Regions from separate parts of the Mus musculus genome. Here all the other regions are linked to region 3. Evidence: chromatin contacts called from public promoter capture Hi-C data. All regions are on one chromosome and are shown on one strand. Each heading gives the region's core, a stretch centred on a gene start, on an enhancer-like site or on the middle of the called end of the contact. The rest is flanking DNA. Distances are from core to core; before and after follow the strand shown. Region 1 holds the start of Vangl1 (VANGL planar cell polarity 1). Region 2 holds the start of Slc16a1 (solute carrier family 16 (monocarboxylic acid transporters), member 1). Region 3 holds the start of Trim33 (tripartite motif-containing 33).

What was found. Promoter capture Hi-C pulls out the DNA fragments that hold promoters and counts their contacts.
Region 1: a contact with region 3 is called in a promoter capture Hi-C map of stem cell-derived epiblast-like cells, with 2.6 times the contacts expected there. The contact joins the promoter of Vangl1 here to the promoter of Trim33 in region 3. A contact is called at or near these places in 5 of 39 promoter capture datasets (cranial neural crest, hippocampal neurons, liver and 1 more).
Region 2: a contact with region 3 is called in a promoter capture Hi-C map of pre-B cells, with 4 times the contacts expected there. The contact joins the promoter of Slc16a1 here to the promoter of Trim33 in region 3. A contact is called at or near these places in 1 of 39 promoter capture datasets (pre-B cells) and 1 of 115 datasets of contacts at active chromatin or transcription factors (large pre-B cells).

What each region holds. Positions count from the first base shown.
Region 1 is chr3:102,203,307-102,206,006 of GRCm38.p6, reverse strand. It overlaps Vangl1 (VANGL planar cell polarity 1), which reads left to right and starts at 1,314. Exons shown (of 8, transcript NM_177545.5): 1 at 1,314-1,495. Gm16160 (a long non-coding RNA gene) reads right to left here and starts at 2,167. Exons shown (of 3, transcript XR_375921.3): 1 at 1,737-2,167; 2 at 1-206.
Region 2 is chr3:104,637,395-104,640,180 of GRCm38.p6, reverse strand. Slc16a1 (solute carrier family 16 (monocarboxylic acid transporters), member 1) reads right to left here and starts at 1,517. Exons shown (of 5, transcript NM_009196.4): 1 at 1,353-1,517.
Region 3 is chr3:103,277,900-103,280,827 of GRCm38.p6, reverse strand. It overlaps Trim33 (tripartite motif-containing 33), which reads right to left and starts at 1,535. Exons shown (of 20, transcript NM_053170.3): 1 at 382-1,535. The coding sequence starts at 949.

The sequences.
Region 1 (2,700 bases), core at 65-2,564, 1.1 Mb after region 3:
CCCACCTTAGCAGCTAAGCATGCCGGGCAGACAGCTGGATTTACCCGAGGAAACGGGATGCTGGACTCTAGATCTGCTCTCCGGAGTCATTTAGAGGCTGCAGTTCAGGTACATGCAGATGGTGGGGTCATTGGAGTCTGGAGGCTAGGAGTGTGGAACATCGTCCTGCCACCGTGAACATCTGGGTGTACTTAGAAGGACGTGGCCTGGATGGTGGAGAAAATGGAATATAGAGGAGTTAGGAAAAAGCAGACAGTAAGGACTTCCTGAGGCTACAGGTTCCCAAACAAGGCTACTTCACAAAGAGCCTGCATTTTCGCAAGGCAAATCACCCCCAGCATTCCTGCAAACAAACTGCAGATTCAGCACTTCCCGCTGTGCGTGCCTTCGCGGGAGCATTTTGTCATGGCAGCTATAGATCTGTCATTCTGGGCATGGATTCTATGACGACTAAGAAAGAAGGGTGAGAATATTCACAAAAACAGTTGCCAACTGTTCTGCACTTTCTAATACTAGAATTTCAACCCTTCAAGGACATTAGAGTCCTCACCACTATCCAGACAGGGAAAGGAAGCTTAGCGAGGGAAGTGGTCTCAATCGGTCTGGAACTTTTGGCTCCCTGCCTTCAGAGATGCGCTCTCCTGGTAGTTTCCAGTAGGCAGGCATGTCTGCTCTGGTAGAAGAGGAGCGGGGAGAAGCTGCTGTAGGACTGTGGGCGTTGGTGGTTACGGGCTGGGTCATCTCTTGAGCTACATTGGAGTTTAAGTGTATTATGTGTGCTGAAAAATGTATGAGTTGGGGGAGGGGTAGAAATTGGTTCTTGAGCCATGTGGATATGCGGGTTGGAGCTTTTAATGATGGCAAACAATGAGGGCTTGGATTTTATGCACAATTGTAAGTGTGTGTGTGTGTGCGCGTGCGTGTGTGATCTTGGGGGTATGTTGGGGTGCTGGGTGGAGAGACATCAACCCCTGCGTCATGTATTCAGGAATTCAGGATGAAATTTGTTAGGCTGTGTGCTAGTGGGTCCACTTGGGAGGGGAGATGTCAGTCCCTGGCCAGGCCGTGTGTGTGTGTGTGTGTGTGTGTGTGTGTGTGTGTGTGTGTGTGTTCAGGATGAGATTTGTTAGGCTGTGTGCTAGTGGGTCCACTTGGGAGGGGAGATGTCAGTCCCTGGCCAGGCCGTGTGTGTGTGTGTGTGTGTGTGTGTGTGTGTGTGTGTGTGTGTGTGTGTGTGTCCCCGTGCCCCGCCCTCCGCTGCAGGTGGGCCGGGCCGGCAGCGGGGCCCGCAGCGCTCGCAGCTCTTGGCTGGCGGCCGCGCCGGGCTAGCAGGGCTGGGCTGGGGCTGCGGGGCGGCGCCGGGACAGGAAGCGGAAAGCAGCAGAGACCAGCGGCCGCGGCGGGGCTGTGCCTCCACTGCAGCCCAGCGCAGGCCGCGGAGCCCGGGCGCTGCAGCCGAGAGCGCGGGCGTGGAGCGCGACGGGCCGGCGCCGGGGTGAGTCCCGGGAGAGGCGGGCGCGGCGCGGCGCGGCGGCTCGAGACTGAGCTGGGTGGGAGGTCAGGCCAACTGCGGGTGTCCCTGCTCCCCAGCAGTCCGACTGGGGTCCGGGCCCTCGGACCGGGAGACCCCTGGGTTCCTCCGGGTCGAGCTCCCCGAGACGCGGGTCCTTCCATCCCTGCCCCGGGCTCTCTCCGCTCCATTCCAGTGCTCGGAGTCCTGGGGCAGCCTGCGCTACCTCGGACTTCTTTGCCTTGTCTGGCCTTCGGAGTGCGCCCCTGAGTGCGCGTGCCGGGTGGTGGCCAGGGAATGACGGCGTGTCGGAGGCAACCAGTGGCTGGACGCGCCTTGCAGGGCAGAACGCGATGGGGGTCCCCGCCAGGACCCGGGGTCAACTGGCCGGTTTTCCAGCACAGGAACGGAGCTGGCTCGTGTTTCTCACTTCGCTTACAAAACCGCAGCCCGGGAGGCCTGGGGGGCGCGGCCAGTTGCGCATCGCGGAGCGCAACAGGCAGGTAGTTTACTTTCAAAAGCGCCGGGGCGGAGCAGAGGCGAGCAGCCAGTCCCAGCCAAAGGAGGAGTCCCTGTCCTGGGCAACCTCGCCGCACTCGGGCAGCCTTAGACACCAGTCGAACCTTATTTCATCCTGCAGCCATTGAACTGCCCCGAGCAGCGCGCCCAGAGAAGTGTGAAGCTTTATAAAAATTTAAAAGCGTCGGTGGTGGAAGCAGGAGTGGGGGCGGAGCCGTAGCCTGGTGGGCTAAGTGATGAGGAGAGGAGAGTCGGAGCCGGGCAATCTCAATTTTCATGTCTCCAAACCGGGTGTGATGCCCAGATCGCGAAGATGAGCTCCTTCTGAAGTTCATGGAGGGGTGGCAGGGGTCTTTATTGGCATGGTTGTGTGGTTGGTGCGTGCGTTAGTTTGAACCCGTTTGAGGGGACTGTGGTCAGGAGTGCGCGCGCCCTTACAGGCGAATTCCAAAAGTTAGCTGTGAAGACTAGTGTTTTCACTGACGTGTTTATACGTTTTACGGGGTTTGCTGAAAAAATATTATAAGTTATGTCACCAATCAACAATACTAATTAGCCTTCTCCTTCTAGTGGGCGTGTTGATTACACAGCTCCTAGGCTCTGTAAGTGCCATGGCAGAAACCGTCGGAGCCCAGGGAGGCATAATTAGCCATTTTATGTAACCACTAATT
Region 2 (2,786 bases), core at 268-2,767, 1.4 Mb before region 3:
GGCGATGGACTGACCACTTCCTTCTCCTTTTTTCCTCTCTCTCTCTCTCTCTCTCTCTCTCTCTCTCTCTCTCACACACACACACACACACACACACATACACATCCCCGAAGACTTGGACTTAGAAGCACCATTTACCACTTAATTAAAATAAATGAATGATGAATAAATAAATTCAAGAGTCTCTTATTCAGCTGAGAAAAACAAGCAAAACACGAGAACAAAAACCCACCCTGCTTGATTTAATTCCCATCCACCCTTTCCCAAACTCTCGTACAATTACTAATCTCACACATCAGCATATACTCATTTAAAACCAAAGTAATTTTTTTTCAATGCCGACGATCAAACTTTGGAGCCTCAGGCATGGTAGGCCAGGCAGGTAGGTACTCATGCCACTGAGCAACACACCCCGAGCCTAAGCGGAATGACGCCTTAAGATTTCAAAATTAGTTATGGGTAAAAAAAAACAAAAGTAGTTTGTCACTGTGTAACTACTAGCAGTAGCCCGCCAGTTTATAATGAGCCACTGGAAAACGGGAAAAGACTGAAGTAGTAACACGTGCGTTTCCTGGTTGAGTGATCAGACGCTAGTTTTCGTAACTGCTGGTTGCACCAAAAACGCCATCATAAAGAAAAGCTAAAATGTACTCGGCAAAGGGATGTACTTGGCCCAGAAAGTGTGCTCTGACCAAATATAAGGACGTTTAAATCTGCTCCACAGGGATGCCTTGGGACCCCGTGCCCGCGGCAGACGCGCCGAAGCCACAGGTTGGACCATAAAGAGCCCCTTCCTCAAAGTTCACTCGAACCCCGTAGTCTTGTACCGGCGGTCCGCAATGCAGCTCCTCACATTCCTCACACCACTCTAGCAAGTCACCTGGTGGGACACCGATTGGCAGACCGGGGAGGCTGGGCGGGTATGCCACGAGTCCTAAGTAACTCCCGCCCCAGCAGAAGGCGGCAGGAGTGCACCACGTGAAGCGGCCTCAGGTCGTCCCTCTTCCCGACCTAAGCATCTCTCCAGGCGCCTAGAGTAGGCAGCGCTGGAAGCGTCTCCCCCAAGGTCACCGGGCACCATGACCCGACTCCCGCAGCCCGGCGGCCGCCACCTGACCACGGGCCCGCAGCTCGGCCGGGAGAGACGCTGTGCCCAGCGCCTCAAGGTCCCCTTCACCCACGCCACGTTCCGGGCCACGCGGCTCCGCGCGCCCAGGATGCCGCGTCGCTCGCCCCGACCCTTGCCCCAGGGAGGAAAGTCCCCGCGTGCCCGCGGGGCTCCGCGACCCCACCGGGGCACCAAGGGCACCGCGGATTCCGTGCCGCGCGCTGCCCGCTCAGCCCGGACTAACCGTTATGTGTGTCTCGCGGCGCCCGGAGTATGCGTGACGCGGCGGCGCGGGCCGCAGTTCCTCGGAGCCGGGGGGGTCCCGCTCGTGTCCCCTGCCCGCCGCCGGGCTCCTTGGCTGCTGCACCTACACGACCGACCAGTCACGTCGCAGCTCGCCACTTTGTCTGGCGGGGCAGGCGCGGCTGCCTTATAACCCGCGGGGGCCGGAGCATGCGCACAGGGGGTGGAGTCGGCCTTCCCGGCCGCCGCCCCCTCCCTGCCATACATACTCCCAGCTCGGCATCTCGCGCCTCCACACGCTGCGGGCTGCGCGTGCCCGCTCGCTCGCTCGGGCGCGCGCGCCGGCGCCCCCCTTCCCGCCACGTGACCCGGCGCCGCGGCCCGGAGACCCCGCACATCCTTATCAGCGCTCTGAGGGGGTAGCTTCTTTTGGCGCGTGCCGGGGACGCCATCGTGGGCCTCACCCCTCAGGCTCTGGAGGAGAAAAGGGGAAAAAAAAACTGCCCTGAGGGCGGACCCTGAGGTGCAGAGGGCGAAGGCGATGGACCGTCGGAGTCCGGGGACTGAACAGCATTTTGAATGGACGGACACTGGTAGACTCCGATGTGGGCCTGGAACCCGGGCTCGGGGACCCTGGGAAGTTGCTGGAACCCTCCGGGCCTGTTTCCTTGCGCTACATCAGCCACTATGGAGGCGTTAGGAAGTTTAATGTGCGATTTTACGCAAGTATCTCGTCACAGAGCCTGACCTGTGGCATTTGATGAACGCTTAGTTTAAGGACAAGCCGGTCAGGAGAAACTGGCCCCGGGGCAGAGAGTGTGTACGTTGGAAACGCTGATATGAGCATGCTCTTAGGCCAGAAGTTTATGAACACTGGATTTGGGGGACGGGTCGGGATTATGGCTAGTGGGATTAGGACAGTTGCATGCTAAGTAAGCACTGTACCAGAATTATCTTGTATGATCTTCACAACCGTATTAGGTGCCAAGAAGATCTTGTAACTAAGGAACCCCGGGCTTCACGAGGTTAACTGGCAGAAGTCACCAGGCTAGGAAGTCGCCAACATTTAAAGTCAAAGCCACAGAGCCTGGTGTCACAAGAGCCATTTTCGGTTCTTCACCAAGCCCAGATTCCAAAGTGTCTTGAAGTGGTAAACTAGTGAGTACTCTTGATGGCCAGGACCCTTGATATTTTTATTATTACGAGATGGGTATTTGGTTGGTTGTTTTTGATTTCTTGTTTTTTTTTTTTTTTTTTTTTTTTTTTTTTGAGATAGCCTCGTGTGTGTGTATAGCTCCACCTGGCCTGGAACTCATCATGTAGATCAGGCTGGCTTCGAACTAAGAGAGCAAACATGAAAAAAAAAAAAAAATCAACCCGCCTCTGTCTCCCTACCGCTAAGATTATTTGTTTAATTTTGTGTTTTGAGACATGG
Region 3 (2,928 bases), core at 286-2,785:
CATTTAATCGGTAGCTCTTTCTCTTAACCGAACAGGCCAATAAGCAATCCATTCCAACCCCTAGCTATCAACACTGTCGGACCAGGCCTTCCCACCCCAACTCACTTCTCACGGAGGGTTCGGTACACCCCTTTTCTGTCTCTTTAGTCCACCCTCTGCAGAAGCGCCTCAAACCTCCCTCTCAGCATCCCCTCCCCCAGCCCCTCGCAGCCGGCACCCCTCCCTTCTCTCTCCCCATATCTCCGGCGGTGCAGCTTCTCTGGTAACCGTCCCCGGGGCCGTAGCTTTCGTCTCGGAGACCTCTCTGCACTGCACCGTCCGAGCACCCTCGGCACCCCAAGCCGCCACACCAGATTCTCCCGGGTGCGGCCTGCTGCTCACCTTGCTGGACGTCACCGTTGCTGCCCCCAGGGATGGGCACGCTGAGCTGGCGCTCCGGCTCCGGCAGACAGCGCAGGCAGAAGGAGTGCAGGCAGGGGAGCAGCTTGGGCTCCGCCTCGCGCCGGCTCTGCAAGCTCTGCTGACACACCGCGCAGGTGTCCAGAAGCGAGGCTGGTGGTCCGAGAGGTGGCCCCGACGAGGAACCAGGAGCCGGGGCGGGAGCGGGGGCCGGGGCCGGGGCCGGGGCCGGGGCCGGGGCTGGGGCAGCAGCTGGAGCCGGCGTCGATGCCGCGCCTCCGGGGACCGCGGAGCCCACTGAGGCCGCGGGGACCGAGGCGGCCGGGGCCGAGCTTGAGGAGGCCGCGGCCACCCCCCCGTCGTCGGGCCCAGCCGCACCGCCCTCCGCGCCAGCCCTGCCGCCTTCCTCCTCCTCCTCCTCCACCAGCACCGCGGCGAGAGGCGGCTCCGCCTCCTGCGCCGTGGGCCCGGCGGCCCCGGCGGTTACCGGCGCGCTACCGCTGCCCCCGCCGCCACTCTCTGCCTCACCGCCGCCTTTGTTTTCCGCCATGTTTTCCTCTTTGAACCCGCCGGACCGCCCCGCGCCGCCCGCCGCTCGCGCCGCCGCCGCCGCCCCCAGCCTCAGCCGCAGCCACAGCAAGAGCGGCCGCCGAGAGCGAGCGAAGTAGCGAGCGAGCGAGCGAGCGAACGCACGAGAGCGCGCGCGCACGCGGCGCCCCCGCCCTCGCGTCGCGGGGCGGGAGGGGTGGGCACGCGCACGTACGCACCGACGTCCTCCGGAGGGAGGCGGGAACTCCGGCCGCGCGCGCTCGCGGGACAGACCGCGATGCAGCTCCGCGCCTCGGTGTGGTCTGTTGCCACCCGGCTGGAGTTGTGTAGCTCGGTAGGAGCTGGTGGAACTGGGTCTCTATGATGTGGCTGCTAGCGCCGAAGCCGCGGTGGTGCGGGAAGAAGGGAGGGAAAACATGCAGGAGTAGGAGGCCGGCTTGCGTTCGCCCCCGAGCGAGCGTCTCCACGGCGACGCCATCCCCAGCGACGGGCGCGCCACCGCGGAAGCTTCACCTGTCGCGCGCTTGGTCGCGGAGGCCTCCTACCGAGGAGGTGCGGACCACCTGGGTCTTCGCTGGGTGTTGCTGGACCGCGTTCTCTAGAGGGCTGTGACACCCGAGAGCGGCTGCGCAGAGTTCCCCCCACCACGTACACACACACCCCAAAAGTCTCCAGATATAGGCTCCTGCGGTGAGACAGAAGTCTTCTAATAGCTATTTTTAGCTTCTTAAGGTGATTCTCCAACGTTGCTACATACCTGAAAGCCAATCAAATGAGCTTTTTTCTAAACAGAGATGCCAGGGCCACACCCCAAAACAGAATCAGGAAGTTGAAAACCAGATGAATGTTGAAAAGTCCCTGCGGCTGATGTGCCAGTTTGGGAGACCATGTTTCTAACCAATATTATATCCCGAGAATCTCACTCGGCGTCCCCGGGTGGGCCAGCTGACTGTCCTCACCACCTCAATCTTAGAAGCTTTATGAAAGGGTTTTGTTTTGTTGGTATCGGGCCTCTCCGCCTCAGGCTGCCATCAGACCTTCATTTAGCCAGTGCTGCCAGAACAAGTGTAACTTGATATAGTGCCCACCTGTAGTCACCTGCAGGGAGACTGCTGAGTTCCTGGCCAGCTTAAGCATCAGGCTTCATAGGGAGACCTTGCCTCCAAAAAGAAATGGGGGAGGGGAAATGATGTAAGTGCAACAGCTGTTTTAATGTGAGTCTCACAAGCCCGTCCTAGACCGTAGTTATACAGGAAATTTATTTGGGTGAGTTTTTAAATTCACAGAAAAGCGTTTTTCATCAATTCCTTCAAAATCTCTTCTGACTTTCGTGTTAAGATAGAAACGTTGGGGTTCCTGCAGGAGAACAAAGAAACTCTCTGCCTTCAAGAAGTTGACAGTTTAGAGGATGAACATGGAGAGTATGTCGGGGGAAATGATAAATGCTTTGGAGTAAAAATAAGGCGAGTGTAAAGGATTTGTGCTGATTGAGCAAGGGCTCTGCTGATAAGGTGAAGAAACCTGGCTTGCACAAGAGTATTCCAGACAGGAGCAGGTGGCAAAAAACAAAGGGCCTAAGGCAAACAGAGACCCTGGAATTAGTGTGAGAGGAATGGCTTCAACAAGGAAAGGAAAAATAGGAGATAACACTTGTGGTCGTTTGAATAAAAATGGCCTCCATGTGGCCAGGCCTGGTGGCCCACGCCTTTAATCCCAGCACTCAGGAGGCAGAGGCAGGTGGATTTCTGAGTTCGAGGCCAGCCTGGTCTACAAAGTGAGTTCCAGGACAGCCAGGACTACACAGAGAAACCCTGTCTCAAAATAACCAAAAGAAAAAACAAAAACAAAGAATGGCCTCCATAGTTTCATTTATTTAAATGGTTGGTCACCTGGGAGCAGAACGGCTTGAAAGTATCAGGAGGAAGTATGTCACTGAGGTGTGCAAAGGTATGCAAAGAACACATTAACTTCCATATGCTT